4 separate regions of the Mus musculus genome follow, and regions 1, 2 and 4 are each linked to region 3. The links are chromatin contacts, called in public promoter capture Hi-C maps. All regions are on one chromosome and are shown on one strand. The core of a region is the stretch at or near the end of the contact, and the rest is flanking DNA. Distances in the headings are between cores, read along the strand shown.

Region 1 (3,055 bases), core at 460-2,959, 270 kb before region 3:
AGCACTTACACTGCTGCGGTCGCTGGGTCATTCCTGGCAATTCCTCTTTGGGGATCGCCTTAAAGCCTGCAGTGTAGCTCTGAGCAGTCTCTCACCAGAGGCAAATTTGTATCCTTTAGGGGTGGATCTAAATTCTGAAAACAGTCAAGTGTTGTTAGGAACCACGGCTGGAGAATAAGGTGAAGGCCCAGCCAGGGAATAATATTTCCAGTTAAGTACAAGGTGAATGTGGAAAGACACCATGTGTGTGTATGTGTGTGCATGTGCCCCCTCCTTCCACATAGCTCTGAAAAGCCATTTTGAAGAACCTTGTCGGATGTGACAGGAGACCTTGCAGCTGCCGCTGGAGATTCCAGTCTTCTGCCTGTTAAACATAGAGCGCTCACACCCCAGTGTGGCATCAGATAGTCAAGAACTGCCCTGTCCTGATTATCCATCCCCACCAAGGGTGGCTCATAACCCCGTCCATGTTGGTGTAGAGCACACTCAAGTGCAAGTAACTTGGTGATCCCCTAGATATATCAGACTGAAAATGGTAAATGACTAGGGTAAATGTATAAGGAGAGCTAGCGAGTTCATGTGAGAAAGCTGTCTGGAAGAGCAGAGTTAGGAGTGGGGTGTGGAAGAAGAAACCCAATAGTGCATGAAACAGAATGACAAGTACTTCTCTATGGCCATTCTGAGGAGGGTGGACAAATTGTGAGCGCAGCGAACAGCTTTTTTTCTTTTTGGCTGGGTACAAAGAACTGGAATAGATAGAATGGAGGCAGGTTCAAGAGGCAGGCTGGGTGATCCCATTTCTAAGAGGAACTGGGGCCTTCTGGAAGGCACACTGACATGTGTTAGATGGCACTTGTGCACAATTTTCTGGATAGGTGTGCAGTTGTGTGTGTGTGTGTGTGTGTGTGTGTGTAGGGGCATACATATCCAAGTAGCTTTGTGCCATGTGGCTTTATGCCCCAGGCTCCTGTCTTTCCATCTGTGTGCGACTGGCATTCAGCTATGTCTGAGCGTGTTTGTTCATTTGTGTATTTCCACGTGGTCGTGTGTGAGTAATATTTCCATTGCTTTCTGAGTATTTCATTTGGCTACATGCGGCGGAAGGCATCGTGAGAAGTGAATTCACAGGCGATGTGTGCCTGAGTGTGCGTGCTGGTGTCTGCAGGAGCAGCGGGGCTGGAATGGAGCCTTCTTTCTCTCTCTCTCCACTGGCTCCATCTGCCCTCTCTGAGGTCGTGACAAGGAGGCAGACAGCAAAACTGGCAAACAGTTACAGCTAGGAAGACCAGAAGTATTGCAAGCCCGGCTCAGACTATCACTGCTGGGGAGAAATAGCCAGAGGGAGACCGACATGACAATAGCGCGCACAGATGCTGCGTGGACGCGCTTCCCGGGGCAGGTGCGCTCATGCGCGTAGGCCTTCACTAGCATCAGGGCCTTGGGCGCACCGGTCCTACTCTGGCTCCTGGCTTTCCTTCCCCTGGCTATGACCAGATCTCCATCGCCTCCAAATGCCTGTCCCAGTTTGGGGCGCTGCGGCTGGGGAAGCAGACATCGACTTCGGAGCCAATCGCGGGACGTCTGCAGCCTCCTGGGGTGGTGGAAGAGATGCGTGCGGGGGCGTCCTCACCCTCGCTCCCTCCCCAGCTCGGCCGCCTCCTACCCACCCCCTTCCGGCCCGCGGCAGTTTCCGAAATCGCCCGGCGGCCGCGAATTCATTAGCGGGGGGCGGATGTAAACGCAGAGCGGTGGAACGTTTTAATTAGGCCTGAACAATAAACAAGCTAAACGAGGCGCACAGGGCTCCCTGGCGGGCCCTCAGCCTCCTCCGCGCCGCGCGGACTCATTACGGCTGCAGCCAATTTCATGCCAGCGCCGGGCGCGCGCGGCCCGGGCTGGGAGGGCGCGCGGGGGCGGCCGAGACACTCTGCCCTGGAGCTGAGCGCTGGGCGCTTGTCGGCTTCTCAGGGCCGCTGCTCACTCCACCCCGCCTGGCTCGGTGTCCTTGAGCTGAAGGTCTCCGCCCGCACCCGCCTGCTCTTTAGGGTCTGCCCTCCTCTGCGCGCGGGCCTCGTCCCACAGCTCAGAGGAGGGGTTCTGCTCTCGCCCTCCCCTTGCCTCGAACCCACACCCTGTCTGCCGCAGTCTCCCCATCTTCTCTACAGGATCTCTCTTCCCCGCGGGTCCCTTTTCATACATCGACGAGGACTGTTGGACGCAGTCATCCGCCCTTAGTGGGCCCTGTGGCCTGATGCCTCGGTCTCGCTCCGGGTATTCGCCATTTCTCTGCCCGCTGATGTAGCAGCCTGCCAGCCTCCCTCCCGCCCTCGTCTCCTGCCAGGGTTCCTCCCAAGGCACTTAGACCCGAAGGTTTAGGTGCGGCTTTGTCCTTAGCCATTAACAAGGCTGTTCTGGACTTAAGAACCGACCGAGTGGTTTAGCTTTCTTTCTCTTCCCCACCTTTTAGCTAAACTGCAAGCATATTTTGCAGGCGCGTAAGTCTTAGCCAAGATTCCTCAGGCTGGCTATTGATGACCTTAGGTCTTGCCTTGTCCCTCACGTGTGGCCTCTTACCTGGCCTTGATACCCTGTGAAGGGTGGGAAGTAATTTTAGTGCTTTGTGAGACAGTTGTGAGAAATAGCGCGGGGGATGATGAAGGTAGCGACCTTGGCACCTAGTATTCACTCAATCAATATTAGCCCTCTTTAGTCTCCGTGTTCCTCCTCAGTCTGCTCCTGTCTCTGTAACCTAAAATTCTGAGCAAAGGACTGGTAAACTCAGATGTAATAGGCCTCAAGGGAATTTCACATGAGCAACTGAACACCTGCACCAAAGCTCCGATTGGACGGACTCACAGAACAAAGGACACAACGCAGATCAGTACACAGGACTGAGCAAATTAAAACCCAGAGGCCAACGAGAGGTACTGTGGCACATACTTTTAATCCCAGGACTCCGGAGGCAGAGGCACGCAACACTCTATGGTTTCTAGGGCAGGGAGTTACACACAGGCTAGCCAAAGCTACATAGTAAGACCCTGTCTCAAAACAAAAC
Region 2 (3,285 bases), core at 549-3,048, 280 kb after region 3:
TCTGAAGACACACTACAGTGTACTTACATATAATAAATTAATTAATTAAAAAAAAAAGAAGGGCTGGTGAGATGGCTCAGTGGGTTAGAGCACCCGACTGCTCTTCCGAAGGTGCAGAGTTCAAATCCCAGCAACCACATGGTGGCTCACAACCATCCGTAACAAGATCTGACCCCCTCTTCTGGAGTGTCTGAAGACAGCTACAGTGTACTTACATATAATAAATAAATAAATAAATAAATAAATAAATAAATCTTTAAAAAAAAAAAAAAAAGAAGCCTCTACTTGTGGAATTGCTTAGTAGAACTAACTTCTTTGAGAAGCCAGAGTCCTTCTGCTGTTGTGTTTGCCCTTCACATTATGTCTCTGGCCGTTTGTGAAAGCTTATGCTTTTTGGTGAGGAATAAAAAGTGGAAGGTCTGTTTTGGGGTAGCAGTTTTAGGGCCTTGAACCTTCCTTCTCCTTTCTCAACAGCTGATGCTTATGGCTGTTCTGAACTGCCTCTTCGATTCCCTGAGCCAGATGCTGAGGTGAGCAGCCATTCTCATTTTAAATTTGGAAGGGAAATACCTATTCCTTAGAGCCCGGGATTAGTGGGAAATCTGAGCCACACTGGGGAATTGGTTCAGTGTAAGACATAGACTTGCTGTTTGTGGATAACTAATTTGAGTGGAGGGTTAGGTGGAGAGAATGGTCTTCATGTGGAATCATTCTCTTACTGAGGGAGGAAAGAGAGTCCTTCAGGAAGAATACTCTATTCTCTGTTTCCTTTGGCTGCCCTGATGATTAGAACCAAGGGTAGGCAACTGTTCTACCACTGAGCTTCTCACCTAAACTTTTTCTTTATTTTATTTTTCTTTTAATTTAAGACAAGGTCCTAGGGGGAAAAAAAAAAGAAAGAAAGAAAGAAAGAAGGAAAGAAAGAAAGAAAGAAAGAAAGAAAGAAAGAAAGAAAGAAAGAAAGAAAGATTGATTCTGAAAACTAATGTAAAGGAACCGTAATCCTGTCACCAGAACACATCATGCTTAAGATTCAGTTGGGAGCAGAGCATATCAGATGCTCTAAAATAATCGAGAGGTTGATTATCTATAGCTTTTCAAGCCTTTTTGTGTCTTGACATCAACTTTTAACCTTAGAGTCTTTGATACACAAATAAAAATTTACCCAGGCTGTCTTAAGATTCTATTTGTAACCCAGGCAACCCTTGAACATGTAACCCCTGCTTCAGCTTCAAGAGTAGTTTGGAGTACAGACTCGGACCTCGTCTGTATGCCTGTACCTACTCTTGTCATGTCCAGTAACTCTGATGGTGTTCTGAGCCCCAGATGCTTTCCTAGGCCTGTCCGCTGGGTTTGAAGGAGGGGAAGGCCAGGGAAGTGACCCAGTGACCCAGGTGAAACTTCCCTATCTTGGAAAAGGAGGAAACACCACAATTTTCCATTGCTAGCCCTTATAGTCTTTCCCTGGACACAGAATGGGCCCACTGTGCTCTTTGCCCTCTACCTCCCCAGTAGCCCTCTGTTCCCACGCACACAAGCAAGGGAAGATATAAGATACTTTCTCTGAAAACATTCAAGGCTCTGAACTTCAGCCACAGCAGCTCCTAAAAGTGAACACATTTTAGAAATCCATGTGGAGTAGAACAGCGGGTGCTCTCAGCCCACAACCCAGCAGCCAGAGGCTCAGGTTTCCTCAGGAAGGGGGTGATTTATTTCCCAGCCAGGTGAATGAATAGACTTCATTTCGGGTAATCTAGAGAAAGAGTCATACTGACGGATGTGACAGGCCACATGCACCAACCACCGGATCTGAGGCTGGTAGATGCAGCCCCTGGCTGTTCCCAGCCCCTCCTTGGCCTTTGTTTTAGGGTTTGAACAGACCTGGGGGGAGGGGAGAGGCAGAGAGACTTCAGAAGGAGCTTGAACGCAGAGGGTTTTGCATTCCCACTCCTCCCACCTTTCCACCATCACCAACTCCAGATTATGAGCTATGAATTTTTTTCCTATCTTCTATGTCTTTTTACAAGCACCTCCACCAGCAGCAGCAGCAGCAGCATGCTGGATAAGTAGCCTAGGAGTCAGAAGTTAGCTGTTTGGGATCCCCCCCAGAATGTCAAGACTCTGGTCACTGTTCAGTGGTATAAAAGGCTCTTTTTCACCTCACTCCCTTCTACATGTGGGTGGTGGAGGCAGTTACTGGTTAGGGTTAGGATCCCTTATTTAGACAGTATCCCAGAATTCCTTTCTCACACAACCTAATTTTTCCTCTTCTTTTGGGGATTCAGGAAAAATGTAGAAAAGCGAGCTTTGCTGGAGAACATGGAGGGCCTCTTCTTGGCTGTGGATGAAATTGTAGATGGAGGGTGAGTTCTCTGCCCTGCCCGTATTTGGAGTGGGGAGGGGAGGTGGCTGCCCCTCAGCTAGTGAACCTGACTTACAGCAAATTGGTCCCTTGGAGCAAACAACCGTCTTCTTTGTGTTTGTAGGGTGATCCTAGAGAGCGACCCCCAGCAAGTGGTGCACCGGGTGGCTTTGAGGGTAAGCAGGGATGTGTATCCCATCTCTCCACGGATCCTCCCAAGCCAGGCTTGCTGGGTGGGTGTAGCTGAGGGTCAGCTTATACATAGGTCCCACCTTCTCCTGTCCTCTTCACACGAATGTATCATTCTCCCGGCTTCTACATCTCCATGTCCCAGAGAAGCAGAGGAGCTCACTTATGTTTCTAACGTGGCACCTAGCATATTATATGGTCTTTCCACAAAATGGTCACTTTAATATGTTGAATGAACAAAGAAGTAAAAGAAACCTTAATATTCATGGTTCTAAAACTGTTAAGGAACTTGAGGTTGACTTGTTGCCTCTTTGGAGGTAGATCCAGTCACCAGAGGCAGAGGAGTGTCTCACTCCGATGGAGCCCTCAGAAACCTCGTAATTGCCAGCACCTCAGCCCTCACTGAGTTAATTTCTGCTGGGAGTCTTCATGTCTGCTGGGAGATGACAGTGCAGAGAATCCACCTGTAAATTGTATGGTGCAGAATGTCTGAGCAGAGGTGTGCTACCAGTTCCCAGAACGTCCCAGCTCTGACCTCCACAGAGTGAAAGCTGCCAGTGCTGGCTAATGGGAAGTCTTCTTCCTTAACTGCCGTGGGCTCCATTTGCATAGTTTAATCTTCTCCTCTAACATATGTCTCTATGTGGCAAGAGAGAGCCCCTTCCCTCTTGCTCCCCCCTCTCTCTTCTCAGGCTGCTGTTGCAGCAGTTTATTTCTTCAAATTAACATGCAGT
Region 3 (3,266 bases), core at 261-2,760:
CCTTACAGCCCAGCCTATCTGGTTCCTGCCTCTTCTCTCCTCAAACCTGGCGCATGAGGGGCACAGTAGGACCCTAACCCTTTTTCAGATCCAGCCTTCTTTCCCCAAGGCTCAGCATAGAAACCTGAGTGGGCCTAGGGGAAGAAGTGTGGGTGGGAGGTCTCCCGGAGGGGGAAAAATCGGTCTGAGTTTTCCAGACTCTCCAGGTCCCTGCCACCGCCCCCCTCCTCCAGATCCTCGGCCAGCGGGGGTTGGGGGGAGAGTTCTGGCAGAGACTGAGAGTTCCTCAGTTCCTGAGGAAATGTGGGCAGTAAAGAGTAGGGTCTGGGACTAAGAAAGGGGATAGGACCCAAAGGTTGAAGAAACCCTGGCCAAAGACTGTGTCTGGGTTGCCCGACTCCCTGCCTGCCCACCCACCTCCCCATGAGCCTTCTATCTTGAAACCTGGGCTAAGAGCTTACCTCTAAAAGAACAAAAGCAGACTTTTATCTCTGCCTTGCTCATAATATTTGTGGAGGTTTCAATCTTGCCCCTCTATGCTCTTGGGGGTCATCTGAAATATCTGGCATTCTCATGGTACCACATGAAGACCACACAGAGCTGTAGAAGGGCCCTCCAGTTCATTGTGTCTAGTTACATGCATAGGAATGTTGCCTCTTGCAACATGTTAGGGTTCCTAACATTGTGAAGTCTACCCAAGTTCACCTGGCCCCTCACCTCCAGTCACATCCCAGAGAGTACCTAGGACTCTCAGCCTCAGGACCTGTCTGCTGCTTCTGCTCATTCAGGAACCCTCTCTCCTCTTGGGTATCCTGCCTACCTCCCAGAGGTTAATTTTTCCAAGCATACAAGACAAGCTTCTCTTTATCAAAACTGAGTTCAATCCTCCCAAGCAAGAGACCTTGACCTTTAGTTTAGGTAACCCAAGATATGTCCTCCTGGCTCTCCACGCTGGGCTTTAGCTACCCCAACTCTCTTTCTCAGTCATCATTGAAGTTTGGAAGGCTCTGGAGGTAGGGAACTGGCACTATTCGTTTCAAAAACCACCGGTGTAATTCATAAATAAGGCCTCATCCTTTCTCAATTTTAAGCAGAATTTTAAAGACAAGCTCAATGGGTTAGTTTGTCCAACAAGCAACAACTTCTCCACAAACTGACTGCTAGAAGGCCAAGCGATGCTACAAGATGAAATTCCTCCGAGTCGGCACCAGGTGTCGCTGTGAGCTCGTTGTCCCGACTACCCCCCAATTCCAAGAACCATTTTTTTTTCCTCCCCCTTGCTTCTCTTTCTCTTTCATCCCCCCCCCCCCAACCCCCGGGCTTTGCCAACATATCAAGATGCGTTTCGCCGGCTTCCATCACTAACCTCCCGGAGGTCATCAAGCCAAATTTATGAGTGGCCGCTCCAGTCACGTGACTCTATTTAAGGCTCCCTTATTTGGGAAGAGCGCATAGGATAAAGAAAGAGATATCTCCACCTATAAATTGTGCACTTTGGAGAACAAAAACCCCCTCAACTTCAAAGAGTCACAAATCACCCTTAATCAAAAAGGGTGCAGAAATTTTTTTTGGGCCCTCCCCGCCATGAGCTCCTACGTAGCCAATTCATTCTATAAGCAGAGCCCCAATATCCCTGCCTATAACATGCAAACTTGTGGGAACTATGGATCGGCCTCAGAGGTGCAGGCATCCAGGTACTGCTACGGCGGATTGGACTTAAGCATCACTTTCCCACCGCCTGCGCCTTCCAACTCTCTCCACGGGGTAGACATGGCTGCCAACCCCCGGGCTCACCCCGACCGCCCCGCCTGCAGCGCCGCGGCCGCTCCGGGACACGCTCTGGGCAGAGACGAAGCGGCTCCTCTGAACCCTGGGATGTACAGTCAGAAGGCGGCTCGCCCGGCGCTGGAGGAGCGAGCTAAGAGCAGTGGGGAGATCAAAGAGGAGCAGGCGCAGACAGGGCAGCCTGCCGGACTGAGCCAGCCACCGGCCCCGCCACAGATTTACCCGTGGATGACCAAACTGCACATGAGCCACGGTAAACTTTAGGACTTCATTTTGCGCGCTCGGGTCCGCCTGGGTTTTATAGGCCATGCGGGGCAAATAAAGAAAAAAAACCTGCGGCCATAAATTTTACGATCCAGGCATCAATGGCTCGTAAAACTGTCCACTAAAAGGCTTAGAGGCTGTGTGCGCCCAAATTTACGACGACATAATTGGATCATAGGAACAAAACGTGTATAAAAGGCAATATTCAATTTTGGGGGGAGAGGGAGGGAGTTAAAAAAATAGAGGGATCTGAAGGGTGAGGAGCATGGGGCTCCAGAGTGGGGATCCCCCCGCGGCTCCCTCCCTCCCTCCCCTGCGGAGCCGGCTCGGCCAGTGCTCGCGGCTCCGGAGGATTCCAGCGACTCGGGAGGGGCGGGAGGGGGGTCCCCGGTGCTCGGATCTCGAGGGTGCTTATTGTTCGGTCCGAGCCTGGGTCTCCCTCTTCCCCCCATCCCCCCTCAGCCCCTCCGGCCGCAGAGTGAAGGCGGCGGTGGAAAGTTTCCTGCCCAGGCGGAGGCGCTTCTCCCGGGACCGGGCCTGCCCGCCTGCGGCCCTTCTGGCCTGTCCCACCGCGCTCACCTCTACTCCCTCCGACCACGGGTGGGGCCTGGGACTAGGGTGGGACGTTGGAGTGCTGCACGCTATTCATCCCTCCCTGGTTTGGGGGAATTTATGTTCCAGAGACGGATGGCAAGCGGTCCCGAACCAGTTACACGCGCTACCAGACCCTGGAACTCGAGAAAGAATTCCATTTTAACCGCTACCTCACTCGCCGCAGGCGCATAGAGATTGCCAACAACTTGTGTCTCAACGAGAGACAGATCAAGATCTGGTTCCAGAACCGCAGGATGAAGTGGAAGAAAGATTCCAAAATGAAGAGCAAAGAAGCTCTTTAGAGGAAGCAGGGAGCCCTCAGAGAGCACCCCGGTCTGCTGTGGTCCCTGCGCCCTTCCTTTTCGGTTTTCCTCCTTCTAGATTTTGAGGCGGAGGCTAGAGCACTGGCTCCGGGCCTCCCAGACAAAAGCGCATTTCTTTGGCATTCCGAATCCCCATCGACCCAGGGTTCCGCAGGACCGCCTGCACTGCCTGTCTTGCCTCAGCTCAGCTGAGCACCCCAGGCCCGGGGCACATTCTTGTAGGGCGGGTACTGGATAAGTCTCAGCCTGGGCTGCCTCTCTCGGCTCCGAGCCCTAGTTCAGCTAGCCTGAGTTAAGGTG
Region 4 (3,076 bases), core at 271-2,770, 490 kb after region 3:
GGGTCAGGAATTGGGAGCCTAGGAGAGCTGAGCATGTCACTGTGTTGACATGTTGAAATTATCTTTGTGTTGAAATGTTGAAAGTTCACCCTGGAACCCTTCTTCCCTTTCACCAGTTGAACACTCTGTCTGTATCAGAAAAATCCTTAGTTCTAATGAAATTTTTGAGTTAGAGCATTTTAACTCTAATCCTAGTTCATAATTAATTCTTGTGTAGTTTCCAGCAAATCCCTTCTTCAGGTGATAAAGGAGCTGGCTCACAAATTCTGTAAACTACATTGTGCAAGAGTGATAGAGTCTCAGATGCTGAGGTCTCTAGTCTGTGATTGCTTCTCTGGAGAGGAGGGAACAGTGATGTTTGTTGAAGTTAGATTGACAGAAGGTGAGGTCCCAAGATTCTTGTCACTTTTGGCTCTATCTCCAACTCTGCTGTAGCTTTCTATCTCTGTGCTTCCCAGTGGCTGCTTCTCCTGGCAGTTTTTTTCACAGTGGGAGTCTAGCACTTCCCCTCTGATCCTTTCTCTTCCTTCACCTGAGAAAAGAGGAGCCTCCACTCCATAGTTTAGAATATATGTCTCCTCCCGGTCACCCCTCCTCCCAAACCCCAGAGTTCTTGAAATGAAAAGTCACATTCTGGAACCCTGGATTAGTGGCTTGTTAGAAAACCAGCAGTCAGTGAATCCATTTCTATTTGCAGATTGCATGAGAGTTTCTACGGTGCCAAAGTAGGTGTTCATTCAGAGAACAGAGAGACAGAACTGGGTCCCATGGTGGGACACGGTAGGATGGAAGAGGTTTTGCCCTGTCACACAGTCTTGAGTTCAAATTCTACTTTCTTGTGTCACAAAATATTTATTCAGCAGAGAGGCTGTTCTACACTGGGCCTTTAGCTCTTACTTTTTTTTTTTTTTCCTTTGAAGGCAGAATAAAATGAAGTCAGTTGGAACGGCTGCAGGCCTGCAGGCCAGGCTAGCTATCAGGCTTGCTTTCCTGTCTGTGTGCAGTTACTGGGTAGTTAAGGAAGGCATGGGGGCTGCTTGATCTGCAGAGCTTTAAAATACATAGAAATTCCCTCTGGGCGGGCGAAGGAGGCAGGTCCGGAAGACCCGGTTGTGGGAGCTGAGGCCAGCTGTGGGATGCCAGCATTGCTCCGAGCCACCAGAACTTTTCCTTTCAAAGACAGGACCGCGGCGTGTGGGGGTTGGCCTGGCTAGGTTCTGAGGATTGTGGCTTCACTCCACCCACGGCCTGGTATTACAGGGAGAAAGAAGGACCACCGAGGATACGCGGGCAACCAGCCACGCGTGGAATCTTGGGACCACATGCGCGCATTCACAGAAACTCTGAACACACCCAGAGGGAACCACCCCACCATCCACACGAAGTCCTGCGGGCCGCCCGCGCGCGCTGTCAACACGCACTACCCCTCTCCCCGCCCCCCCGCGCGCAAGGGCACACGCAGCAGCCACTCGTACTGGGCGCCTGTGAGCGCGCTCGCCCTTGGGCGCTTCTGAGTGTGTGCACCCCTAGGCTCTCTTGCGCTCCTAGGCGAGGGGGAGGAGTGGCTACACTGCGCGGTAGACCGGCGGGCGGGCGGGTCGAGGAGCAGGGAGGGGAGCGAAGGGAGGGGGCCCTGGCCGGGGGAGGAGGAGGGAGGCGAGGAGGCGGCTGTGGCAGCGCACGGCGGCGGTGGCGGAGGTAGCGGCGGCGGCGGTGGCGGCGGCAGCGGCGCGGAGAGCTGGAAGCTGGAGCCCAGAGCTCAGCCGGGTAGCGTGAGAGAAGCAGCCGCAGGAACTGCAGCCCTGCTAGCTTGGGCCGAGCAGAAACACACCGGCCTGGCTGGTCCACGCCAGCCGCAGGTGGGAAGGGTCTAGGATGAGGGGCGAGGATCTCTCGGTAAGGGTCCGAAGCTGAGCAGAGGGGCTGTCTCCTCCTTCTGTTCTCTAGACAGTGGCTGAGCATGGAGCTGTCCCCCCGCAGTCCTCCAGAGATGCTGGAGTCGGATTGCCCGTCACCCCTGGAGCTGAAGTCAGCCCCCAGCAAGAAAATGTGGATTAAGCTACGGTCTCTGTGAGTCTCTGGCGGGGGGGGGCGGGGGGGGCGGTGTGTGTGTGTGTGTGCGCGTGTTGAACTCTCTTTCTGCGTGTATGTGGTGCTGCAATTGGAACCAGGCAGGTAGATTCTCTTGGTCACACATGTTGGCAGGTGCGAGGAAACATGGCCCTGACATCCTTGTCCAGGTCACATGTATGGGTCCTTGGCAGAACGAGCCTGTTGGTTAGAGCAGGTTTAGGAGTTGCAAAGCTTGTGCTTGTGTTTGCGGCCCTTTGGGTGACAGGCTGACACGCAGCAGCGCAAAGAGGCAGCGCACTGTATGTGCGGTGTGACAGGGCTGCAGACAGGCAGCGTTCAGGAGGTGCCAGGCTGACTCACACATATCCATGTGCAGGGTTGTGCAGATGTGAGACCCATCACATGCAGTGTGCACGAGTGTTCATGGGTCACAGAGGTGTGAAGAGCACTTGCACACCGATGCGGCGGATCTAGTGCACAGAGAGATATTTGTGCCAACCTGTGGGTTCTATATATCTTCTTTGGGATTGGTCGTTCTTCCCCCTGCATCCCACAGGGAACAGGATGAGGGTGCCCTGCACTTAAGAAGATCATCTGCTTTGGTGTCTGGAAATTGCATATTTAATGGTCTGGAGGAGTGGGTGGAACCGTCACCTGGGCGCTAGAGGACCGGGTGATTGATAGTGAAGAAGACTGATTGATTGATAGGAACAACATGATTGGCTTAATCAAAGCCTTTTTATTTATATAGGATCTCTCAGGATCTCCAAGCACATGTAAGCTTCATTCCTTATTGTGGGACTAGAGTACATGGAGAGGCCTGAAAGAGGAGAGGACGAACTCAGGTGTTTCATGCACCATTCTGAGAGAGAAAAGGAAGTTTTCTTCCTGCCCCTCAAAGCAGAACAGGATTGGGTCATGTACCATGTTTACCTCCCAGGCAGGTGCCGTTGGGTAATCTCTAACACTCTGTGGATTCTTAATCAGAAGATAAGAGAAGATG

Evidence for each region. Promoter capture Hi-C pulls out the DNA fragments that hold promoters and counts their contacts.
Region 1: a promoter capture Hi-C map of embryonic stem cells shows a contact between it and region 3, with 24 read pairs. The contact joins the promoter of Cistr here to the promoter of Hoxc5 in region 3. A contact is called at or near these places in 22 of 39 promoter capture datasets (the 3T3-L1 cell line, the C10 cell line, the HPC-7 cell line and 11 more), 5 of 484 Hi-C or Micro-C datasets (embryonic ectoderm and embryonic stem cells), 15 of 115 datasets of contacts at active chromatin or transcription factors (craniofacial prominence, embryonic basal ganglia, embryonic forebrain and 9 more) and 5 of 9 other capture datasets (adipose tissue, embryonic stem cells, embryonic tail and 2 more).
Region 2: a promoter capture Hi-C map of embryonic stem cells shows a contact between it and region 3, with 11 read pairs. The contact joins the enhancer-like site here to the promoter of Hoxc5 in region 3. A contact is called at or near these places in 9 of 39 promoter capture datasets (the SN4741 cell line, cranial neural crest, embryonic stem cells and 5 more), 2 of 15 datasets of contacts at CTCF or cohesin (the NIH/3T3 cell line and large pre-B cells), 8 of 484 Hi-C or Micro-C datasets (cerebral cortex, cortical neurons, embryonic fibroblasts and 4 more), 14 of 115 datasets of contacts at active chromatin or transcription factors (acute myeloid leukemia, bone marrow-derived macrophages, craniofacial prominence and 9 more) and 5 of 9 other capture datasets (adipose tissue, embryonic stem cells, embryonic tail and 2 more).
Region 4: a contact with region 3 is called in a promoter capture Hi-C map of fetal liver, with 2.3 times the contacts expected there. The contact joins the promoter of Pde1b here to the promoter of Hoxc5 in region 3. A contact is called at or near these places in 4 of 39 promoter capture datasets (cranial neural crest, fetal liver, hematopoietic stem and progenitor cells and 1 more) and 1 of 115 datasets of contacts at active chromatin or transcription factors (trophoblast stem cells).

Annotation. Positions count from the first base shown.
Region 1 is chr15:102,745,200-102,748,254 of GRCm38.p6, forward strand. It overlaps Cistr (chondrogenesis associated transcript), which reads right to left and starts at 1,710. Exons shown (of 1, transcript NR_104334.1): 1 at 1,242-1,710. It also overlaps a transcript of Gm36560 not described here.
Region 2 is chr15:103,294,248-103,297,532 of GRCm38.p6, forward strand. Copz1 (coatomer protein complex, subunit zeta 1) reads left to right here. Exons shown (of 9, transcript NM_019817.2): 5 at 475-530; 6 at 2,286-2,363; 7 at 2,487-2,538. Among named protein-coding and RNA genes, the nearest start is that of Gm41406, 5.4 kb to the left of the region's middle. Within about 2 kb of position 1,799, at least 41 of the 459 cell types and tissues checked have an H3K27ac peak or open chromatin away from gene starts, as enhancers often do. A contact at or near this core is called in craniofacial prominence, differentiating embryonic stem cells, embryonic limb bud and 1 more, where this site is marked.
Region 3 is chr15:103,012,498-103,015,763 of GRCm38.p6, forward strand. It overlaps Hoxc5 (homeobox C5), which reads left to right and starts at 1,511. Exons shown (of 2, transcript NM_175730.5): 1 at 1,511-2,038; 2 at 2,731-3,266. The coding sequence starts at 1,585. The coding sequence ends at 2,945. Mir615 (microRNA 615) reads left to right here and starts at 2,413; the gene lies at 2,413-2,504.
Region 4 is chr15:103,501,514-103,504,589 of GRCm38.p6, forward strand. Pde1b (phosphodiesterase 1B, Ca2+-calmodulin dependent) reads left to right here and starts at 1,521. Exons shown (of 16, transcript NM_008800.2): 1 at 1,521-1,859; 2 at 1,948-2,070. The coding sequence starts at 1,961. It also overlaps a transcript of Nckap1l not described here.